2 separate regions of the Sus scrofa genome follow, and region 1 is linked to region 2. The links are chromatin contacts, called in public Hi-C maps. All regions are on one chromosome and are shown on one strand. Each heading gives the region's core, a stretch centred on a gene start, on an enhancer-like site or on the middle of the called end of the contact. The rest is flanking DNA. Distances are from core to core; before and after follow the strand shown. Region 1 holds the start of E2F5 (transcription factor E2F5). Region 2 holds the start of LOC100152714 (carbonic anhydrase 13).

Region 1 (4,176 bases), core at 855-3,354, 44 kb after region 2:
ACATGGGATCCAAGCTGCATCTGCCACCTACACCACAGCTCACATCAACACTGGATCCTTAACCTAATTAATCCACTGAGCAAGGCCAGGGATCCAACCCTTGACCTCATGGAAACTAGTCGGATCTCCTAACCCCTGATCTACGATGGGAACTCCCTAGATTTTCAAATAGTAGTTTGCAAGGTAGGTTTGGAAACATCCCTGTCTTTCAAAGATGACCTCATGACTTCCTATGAAATTCTTTAAACAAAAATCCATTTTAGTTCACAATTTAAATACATACATGTCATAAAGCACTTTAAGGGAGAGAGGGAAGGAGAGGGAGTGGGGAAAAAAAGAAAACAAGTATTTCTAAAAGTGCAGGAAAATTTCAGGAGTAATACTTCAAAAAAAATAGTAGAAACTTTTCCCCAAATGCAAAATATGTGCATCGTGCCTTATTTGTATGAAGTAGAACAATTTCGGTAATTCAGGAGTCATTTACGCAACACTTACTACACCCAGGGAAAGGAGAGGACATTCAAAGACATACCTCACCTCCCAGACTGTCCTCAGATGAGAACCTCTAGCAAAGGACATCAAATTGGCCTCTGTGAGTCTTAGTCTCAGGTCAAGGAGTACTAGAAGATGCTGTCCTACTCAGACGGTGCTTCTGTTACCCTAAGCATAGCCTTGAGGATTGCAGTCATCCTCTCAAGCTAGGTACGGTGGTCCTGGCACTTCCATAGGTGCTGGGACCAATTCTCAGTGTTAACCCCAGATTTAGGGGTAGTGCCTAGGAGGCGTCTACAGTAATTACTGATTCATTAGTAATTTTTGTTTGTTTTTAAAGCTTTAGTTTTTACTTAAACATGGTGCGCTGGTTGAATTTTAATTCAAGGGATCACATCTCTTGTTTCTCAGCGCTATGGAATCCTTCCAAACCCTGACTGGAACGGTTAGGTCATTTTATTTAACGGAACGGCTTTTGATGTATGTTGTGGTTTGAAAATTCCGAACTCAACTGCAGTAAAAGATCTCATGAAATAGGAGTTTGCTGAGCGCTTCTCCTTGCATCAAAGTTATAAAACATCCCCTTTCCGTGTGACGGCAAATCTCATTTTTAGAAATCTATATCAGATCCTTCTAAGTCACAAATCAAATACCCCTCTTAGTCACCAAAATGATAAAAAGAAATATACAAGGAAGAAGTTTTTTCTTTTAATTACTACCATTATTTTAACAGGGAGGGCTATGAAGAGTTCACTTTATTTTGTTTCATCCAGGAGAGGTGGCAAAACTGGGTTTTGTTTGCTTATTTGCTGGCTTGTTTAAACAACTTGATCACGGTCTAAGCTAGAATCGCCTATTAAAACCAACAATGCCCAACAGGAAAAAATCAATCCCGACGGTGTCCTGGGCAAAGCGCCCAGATACCCTCTGTGCCTCTGCCACAGGTGGACGCGGAGCAGCAAGGGCACTCAGTCGTCCTCGGGTCTCCGCGCCCCGAGACAGAAGCCACGCGCGCGCGCTGGAGCTCCTGGGCTCTTTGTCGAGAGCCCGGCGCGGCGCCGGGCCCCATTGGTTAAGCGGCTGGTCCGGGCCATCCTGGTCCCTCGTCCCTCCCCCCCATCCCGAAGTCCAGGGCCTGGGCGCAGGCCACGTGGCCACTGCGCTCAGGTCGTGAGATCCCCGCGCGGAGCGTTCACACCACGTCCCCCGACCCACGCGGCAAGGGGATGGGCTTCTCCCCCGGCCGCAGGATCTGAAGTCCGCCCCCTCCCCGCCTCCTACGCTCACCGCTTTGAGATCCAGGACGCCGTCCTTGGCCTCCTGCAGCAGCGACACGAACTTGGTGGTAAGCAGCCCCAGGCTCTTCTCGTGCCTGCTGCTGCCGCCCCCGCCGCCCCCGAGTGGCTGCTGCGGGGGTGGGGGCTGCGCCTGGGACGGCGGCGGCTGCGGCCGCTGGCCCTGCCCTTGGCCCTCCGGTGCCGGCTGCCCAGAGCTTGCGGGCTCGGCCGCCGCCATCGCGTCCCCGCACCGCAGTGGTGCGGACCTCGCGCTCGGCCACCTGCCGGGTCTGCTCCGGGCCACCTCTATCGCCGCCCCTGCAGCCGCCGCCGGCCGAGGGCGGGACGAAGGGTTGCGGGCGCTTGCAAACAACAGGTGCGCGGGGCCCACCGGCCTCTGGGCCGCTCGGCTTGCCGGGCCTCCGCCCCCTCCCCGAGCCCTGGACCCAAGAAGGAAGCCCACGACTGAGGGGAGGGGGAGTGGAAGCGAGGAGAAGGGGCGGCGAGGGGTGGGGACCTGAGTTTAAATGGCAGGAAGTGACGCCGCGGCCCGCCGTTGCTTGGAAACGCATTTTTCTGTAGGAAGGAGGGGAGAGCAGAAGGGAGCGTCGAGGAGTGGGTTTCAGCTCGCCTCTCTGCTGTTGGAGTGCCACCCCCAGGACCAGCGACCTCCCGCTACAACGCTTGGAGGAAAAAAATGAAACGAAAACACTCTGCTTGGTGGCCATCGATTTCTGACCTGCTGGATCTCTACAACCTCACGGGACTAGCCGTCCGCTGAATACCTTCATTGGGGATTTCTGCTGTCTTGGTCCTTTCCAACTTTAGAATCCTTTGCAAGTATTTCAATGCCTCTGATCAAGTGCAAGGTTTTATTCCGATCATCTTTTTAGATTCGGGATATGGGAAAAGCAGAATAATGGAGCAGTATAGGTAGAGGTACTGAGGTGTAGAGGGAGAGGCTGTGACTCGCCCAAAGACTCGCCACTGGACTCCAGATTTCCTTCATTTAAAATTGTTCTTAATACCGTATTGCAACCAAGCTATGTAGTATTATTTAGAATATTAGGCAGTCGTAAGATTTTTATGTTTTTTGATAGCCCAAACTATCAAAATGAGAAATGAGATAACGCAGATCTGAGTAAAAGTTTTTTTCTCATTCGATTACACACTCTTGAGGGTTGGGAGAAATTCTAAATAAATTGGTATCACACGCAACACTTTTAATATAGTAGATGCCCAATAAATATTAGGGGAATGAAAATTCCATATGATGATAATTCATCAAGAAAGTCTCATGCAAGACATATTTCTAATTTAAAATAACAGTAAACTAGCAAAAAAGGGTCACTGGAATGAAGTAAAACAGTAACATTAGAGAGTAAAATTGGACACACCATTTAAGTTTAATATTTGTTTCCAATTCATAGGACAGAACTTTATGAATAACCAGATAGACTTTTTTTTTTTTTTTCTCCTCTTCACCAGGGGCATATGGAAGTTCCCAAGCTAGGGGTCTAATTGGAGCTGCAGCTGCCAGCCTATGACACAGCAACACTGGATCCAAGCTTGGACTGTGACCTATGCCACAGCTCACAGCAGCGCCAGACCCTTTAACCTGCTAAGCAATGCCAGGGATCTAACCCTCATCCTCATGGATACTAGTTGGGTTCCTAACCTGCTGAGCCATAATGGGAACTCCCTAAAAACGTGTGTTTGTCTGTGTCTTTGCTTGGGCTAGTGTAACGAAAATACCATAGACAGTGTCCGTTAAACAACAGAAATTTTATTTTCTCACAGTTCTGGAGGCAGGAAGTTCAAGATCAGGGTGCCAGAATAATCAGGTTCTAGTGAGGGCTCTCTTCCTGGCTTGCAGATGGCCACCTTCTCTCTGTCTTCACATGGCGAAGAGTGCAAGCAAGCCCAATAATGTCTCTTATAAGGACACTAATCTCATCATGAGGACCCCACTCTTGTGATCTTGTCTAAGCCTATACCTCCCAAAGGCTTCCTCTCCAAATGCCATCACGTTTAGGGCCACACCCACAGCCCTAGTGCTTATAATATACACATTTGGGGAAGATACATAGCATGTAGTATTCATTCATAACTATTTAGTAATTTTGCTTGTTTGTTTTGTTTTGTATTTTTTGGCCACAGTCACAGCATATGGAAGTTCCCAGGCTAGGGATCGAATCTGAACTGGAGCTGCAACCTTTGCCACAGCTGTGGCAACACTGGATCTGTAACCCACTGTTCCTGCACAGCAGAAACTCCCTATTTTGGTAATTAAAAAAATTTTTTTTTAATTTCAATTTTGAAAAGTTTTCTACCAAACAATTATTAATGATGCTAATATATCATTTGAATTTATTTTGCACTAGTTTGTGTTTTTCACAATGAATTT
Region 2 (4,641 bases), core at 1,074-3,573:
TATCCAGCACAGATGAACATCTCCTCAGAAAAGAAAATCATGGACTTGGAGAAGAGACTTGTGGCTGCCTGATGGGAGGGGGAGGGAGTGGGAGGGATCAGGAGCTTGGGCTTATCAGACACAACTTAGAATAGATTTACAAGGAGATCCTGCTGAATAGCATTGAGAACTTTGTCTAGATACTCATGTTGCAACAGAAGAAAGGGTGGGGGGAAAAATGTAATTGTAATGTATACATGTAAGGATAACCTGACCCCCTTGCTGTACAGTGGGAAAATAAAAAAATTAAATTAAATTAAATTAAATTAAAAATTAAAAAAATCAAAATAAAATAAACCTTGCCTGGTTATCAAGGCCCTTCATTAGCTCATCTTACCAGCCTCATTTTCAACAGTATCTTCACACCCAGACTTCTCTATTCATACAGGTCTACCTCCACTCCTACAAGGACAGCAAGTCCATTTCTGGGTTTACAGCTTGCTTATGCCATGCTTTATTTCTACAAGGCCTTTTCAGATTTTTTCCCCTAAAACCAACACTCTGTATTCTCCATTAGCTCAGGTTGGAAAACCTTCAGAAAAGGACTAATTTTATTAGCTCAACCAGGACCATTTAATGGGAGAAGAGTGGTTCCCCAGAAAGGAATGCTGAGCAGATAATGAATGTTCTCTGAATGGCCATCTACATGGGAAAGGGAGGCCCAGAGAAATGAAGTAACATTTCCACAACACACTGTTGGTTGTTGACAGAAGTAAAAAAAAAAATTCATGCCTCCTCACTCATATCTCATATAATGTCACTGCTCTTGCCTGTACAACCATGTTATTTCCTAGTGTGTATTTCTATCTCAACTATTCAAGATTAAAGCTAGGTCCATAAGTTTTCATAGACACTATAATGTCATTCCATTGCAACTATTTGTCTTCTGCATATATATCAACAACTTCACATTCACGGAATCATAATACATGCTTTATTTGCTTCAGTATTTGTGGATAACTCTAGCCTTGTGAAAGAATCTAATGCTTTTCGGTCGCTTTGGTGTTGTTTTGGTCCTGCCCCCATGCATTAGGGGCATTTTATACCAGAACTTTAAGGTGTTTTTAAAAATCAGTCTTTAGGAAAAAATACAAAATTTTAATAAAAATACATTGACAAGTAATTATTCCTCATTCCTTAATGTATTCCCTAACTTTTTGTGATTGATATAAATAAAATGATTTACTGTAAAAGTGGCTCATCGGTCTACAAGCAGGCGACTGACTTGGCGGGAAGAGGACTTAACCGAGGGCTAGACCACATGGATTTTGGTTTGGCTTTGTCAGTTACTAGCTGTGTGGATACCCGAAAATGGCTTAGACGCTGAGCCTTAGTATTCTCACTTGCAAAAGGAGAGTGGTATTCTGGCCTTATTTTGATACTATGAGCAAAACTCAAGCACGTTACAAAAGTGATATAAAAATGTCAGGAGTTCCAGTTGTGGCTCAGGGGGCTAAGAACCTGACATAGTCTCCAGGAGGATGGGGGTTCCATCCCTGGCCTTGATCATTGGGTTAAGGATCCCGCAGTTGCCACAAGCTGCAGAGTAGATCGCAGATGCACCTAAGGCTGGAGCTGTAGCTCTGATTTGACCCCTAGCATGGGAACTTCCATATGCCGCGGGTGCGGCCTTAAAAGACCAAATATATATATATATATACACACATATCTTTTTAAAGCAAGAAAACTTCAGTGAGAAAAGTATTTCAACTTTTTGCTCTTTACAGACTCTCCGTTTGGAGATTGTAGCTCTAGATCCCAATCAAGCCCTGGGCGCCACCCAGAGGTGCGCAGCGCCACCTCCTGGGAGGGTGGGCAGAACCAGCTAGCAGTAAACCGCTGAGGACAGACTACCAGGGTTATGGTCTTATAGTCTCCGTGGGTCGGAAGACTCAGACACCCTGGGTGGTTTCTATTTACCCACTCGGAGAATTCGACGCTTGGTTCCAGCCGAGTAGAGGTCCTCAGCTCAGCACAAGGCAAGTGATGTTAATGGGTCAGGACTTCCCATGGCGGGTGGAACTCGCTCTACCCGCGAGGCTTTGGGACATTCAAGAGAGAATGCTCCGCGGCAGGGTTGGCTCTGTGGGCGGGACTACGTAAGGGGGGTGGGAACCAGCTGGTGGGCGGAACCACGCCTACTGCGGGGTTTCGCTCCAAGCTTACCAGGTGGCGGGGCTTCGCTCCGGGTATGGGCTGAGCTTGGAGAGTTGTACTCCGGTCGGTGGGTGGGGCTAGGTCGGTGGGTGGGGCTTATCTCCGCGTAAGGATGATCTCAGGGCCCCGGATTCCGCTCTGTGGGCGGGGCGTTGCCCGGTGGGCGGAACTACGACCGCTATGAGGACTTTTGACTGGCTCCCTCCCCCGGAACTTCCAGGATGCGGGCGCAGGCAGTTGGCGTCACTTGGAGCTTGAGCAGCCGCACGAGGCTTTCGGAAGTCTGGTGAGAGTTTAATAAAGAAATTTTCCAGCGGGCTGGCAGGAGGTTTCCGGGTGTTAGGACAGGATTGGCTTGGCTGCTGTGATTTGGTCGCTTGGTTCTGCCGCTGGATGGCTCAGGCAGCCCTTCTGGGCCAGGCCTGCAGGCCCAGACCTGAATCCCCGTGCCTGCTGGGCCTTCGGCCCATGGCAGGGTACTAGTTTTTGGTTGTCTGGTTGTTTTCTCTGTTTTTTTTTTTTTTGTCTTAGCGCTTCACCTGCAGCATATGGAAGTTCCCAGGCTAGGCGCTGAAACTGAAGCTGCAACTGCTGGCCTACACCACAGCAATAGGGGATCCGAGCTACACCTGCAACCTACGCCACAGCTCAAGGCAAGACTGGATCCTTAACCCACGGAGCAGGGCCAGGGATTGAACTCGTGTCCTCATGGATAGTAGTCGGGTGGGTTGTGGCTGAGCCACAGGGGGTTTTTCTCATGTCATCATTTTCTAAGTGGTTGTCAGAGAAAATCTCAAATCTCACCAAATAGGCTATCACCTTCTCCAGGAAATTTCCTCCAGTCACCAACTCTACTAGATCTTTCCCTCTTGTGATCCTACTTGTATTCTGCTGGTAACAGCACCTTCCATTATGTTTCTTGTGTTTGTGTATATTTCACATGTAGTATTATCAGTTCTGACCACACTTGGCTAGTAGTATTAAAGAATACTAGGTGAGTGGTTGGATCTTGGATACTTATCGGAAGGATTTTGGATTATTTAATTTGGGGATGATTTATTATGTGTATTTTATGCTTCTTTAATGATCATGTGTTTTCTACTCAGTTCACTTTTTTTTTTTTAATTAGAATGCTGTGGGGGTTCAAAAGCACTATTGGGGTTGCTGTCTCTGTTAAATAGTTTCCTGAGGCTGACCATTGAAGGAGAGTATACATTTCAGTCAATAGAGAGGATGTGAGCAAAAGAAAGAAAGGGAGAACATGCAAAGTGTTTTCAAAGAATAATTAGTGCACTAGGCCAGGTGGATATAGAGAAGGAGCAGGGGATACCTTTGACAGATTTATGCTAGAGCCAGGACAAAGCATATTGCTTCTTGTGGTTTGGAAGAACCATTGGAGGATTTTATTTTATTTTATTTTATTTTTTGGCCTCCCAGAGGCATATGGAGTTCCCAGGCCAGGGATCAGATCCAAGTCGCAGTTGCCACCTAAGCTGCAGCTGCCACAACACCAAATCCTTAACTCTCTATGCTGGATTGGGGATAGAACCTTCATCCCCAGGCTTGGTTCAGATCTGATCTCAAGAAGCCTCAGATCCCATTGTGCAACAGTGGGAACTCCCTTTGGAGGATTTTAATACTGGGATGGTTCATTTCCTACCACTATGCAATATAGACTTAAATGCATATGGCTTAAGCCAGGAGTTAACAATCTTTCTGAAAAGGACCAAAAAGTAAATCTTTCAGGCTCTGCAGTCCACAGTTGTAGCAGGAAAGCTGCCCCTACAATATGTAATCCAATGGACATAGCTGTGTTCTAATAAAACTTCATTTACTAAAGTGGGTACCTGACCTGATTTGGTCCATGGGTATAGTTTGTCCCAAGACATAGTCTAACCAAATAGACCTAGGGACTAAAGCAGTAACCCAGCCCTGAACGAGGCAGTACTAAATCATATTTTTGTATTGCATTTTCATTTGTATATGAGAGGCTGTGTCACATAGTGAGAGCCCTCGATCTAGTCTGCCTAGATTTGAATCTTGGCATTCCTTGATTACTAACAGTGTAACAATGGCCAAATTAATTTTTCTTTGTATCAGTTTTTTTTTTTTAATGTAAAATGAAGGTAAAGCAGTACCTCCTACAAAGTGGTATTGTTAGGAGTAAACTAGTTAAAGCACATAAAATGTTAGGATAGTGCTTGTGTATGTAGTAAAAGCTCAATTAATCTTTTTTTTTTTTTTTTTTTAGCTATTTCTTGGGCCGCTCCCGTGGCATATGGAGCTTCCCAGGCTAGGGGTCGAATCGGAGCTGTAGCTGCAGGCCTACGCCAGAGCCACAGCAATGCAGGATCCAAGCCGCGTCTGCAGCCTACACCACAGCTCATGGCAACTCCAGATTGTTATCCCACTGAGCAAGGGCAGGGATCGCACCCGCAACCTCAT

The links. Hi-C and Micro-C count contacts between places; a contact is called where the count stands out from the background.
Region 1: a Hi-C map of skeletal muscle shows a contact between it and region 2, with 2.5 times the contacts expected there. The contact joins the promoter of E2F5 here to the promoter of LOC100152714 in region 2. A contact is called at or near these places in 5 of 47 Hi-C or Micro-C datasets (fetal heart ventricle, liver and skeletal muscle).

What each region holds. Positions count from the first base shown.
Region 1 is chr4:51,510,513-51,514,688 of Sscrofa11.1, forward strand. It overlaps E2F5 (transcription factor E2F5), which reads right to left and starts at 2,105. Exons shown (of 8, transcript XM_005662996.3): 1 at 1,780-2,105. The coding sequence starts at 2,007.
Region 2 is chr4:51,466,648-51,471,288 of Sscrofa11.1, forward strand. LOC100152714 (carbonic anhydrase 13) reads right to left here and starts at 2,324. Exons shown (of 6, transcript XM_013996643.2): 1 at 2,206-2,324. It overlaps C4H8orf59, which reads left to right and starts at 2,507. Exons shown (of 4, transcript XM_005662997.3): 1 at 2,507-2,849. The coding sequence starts at 2,745.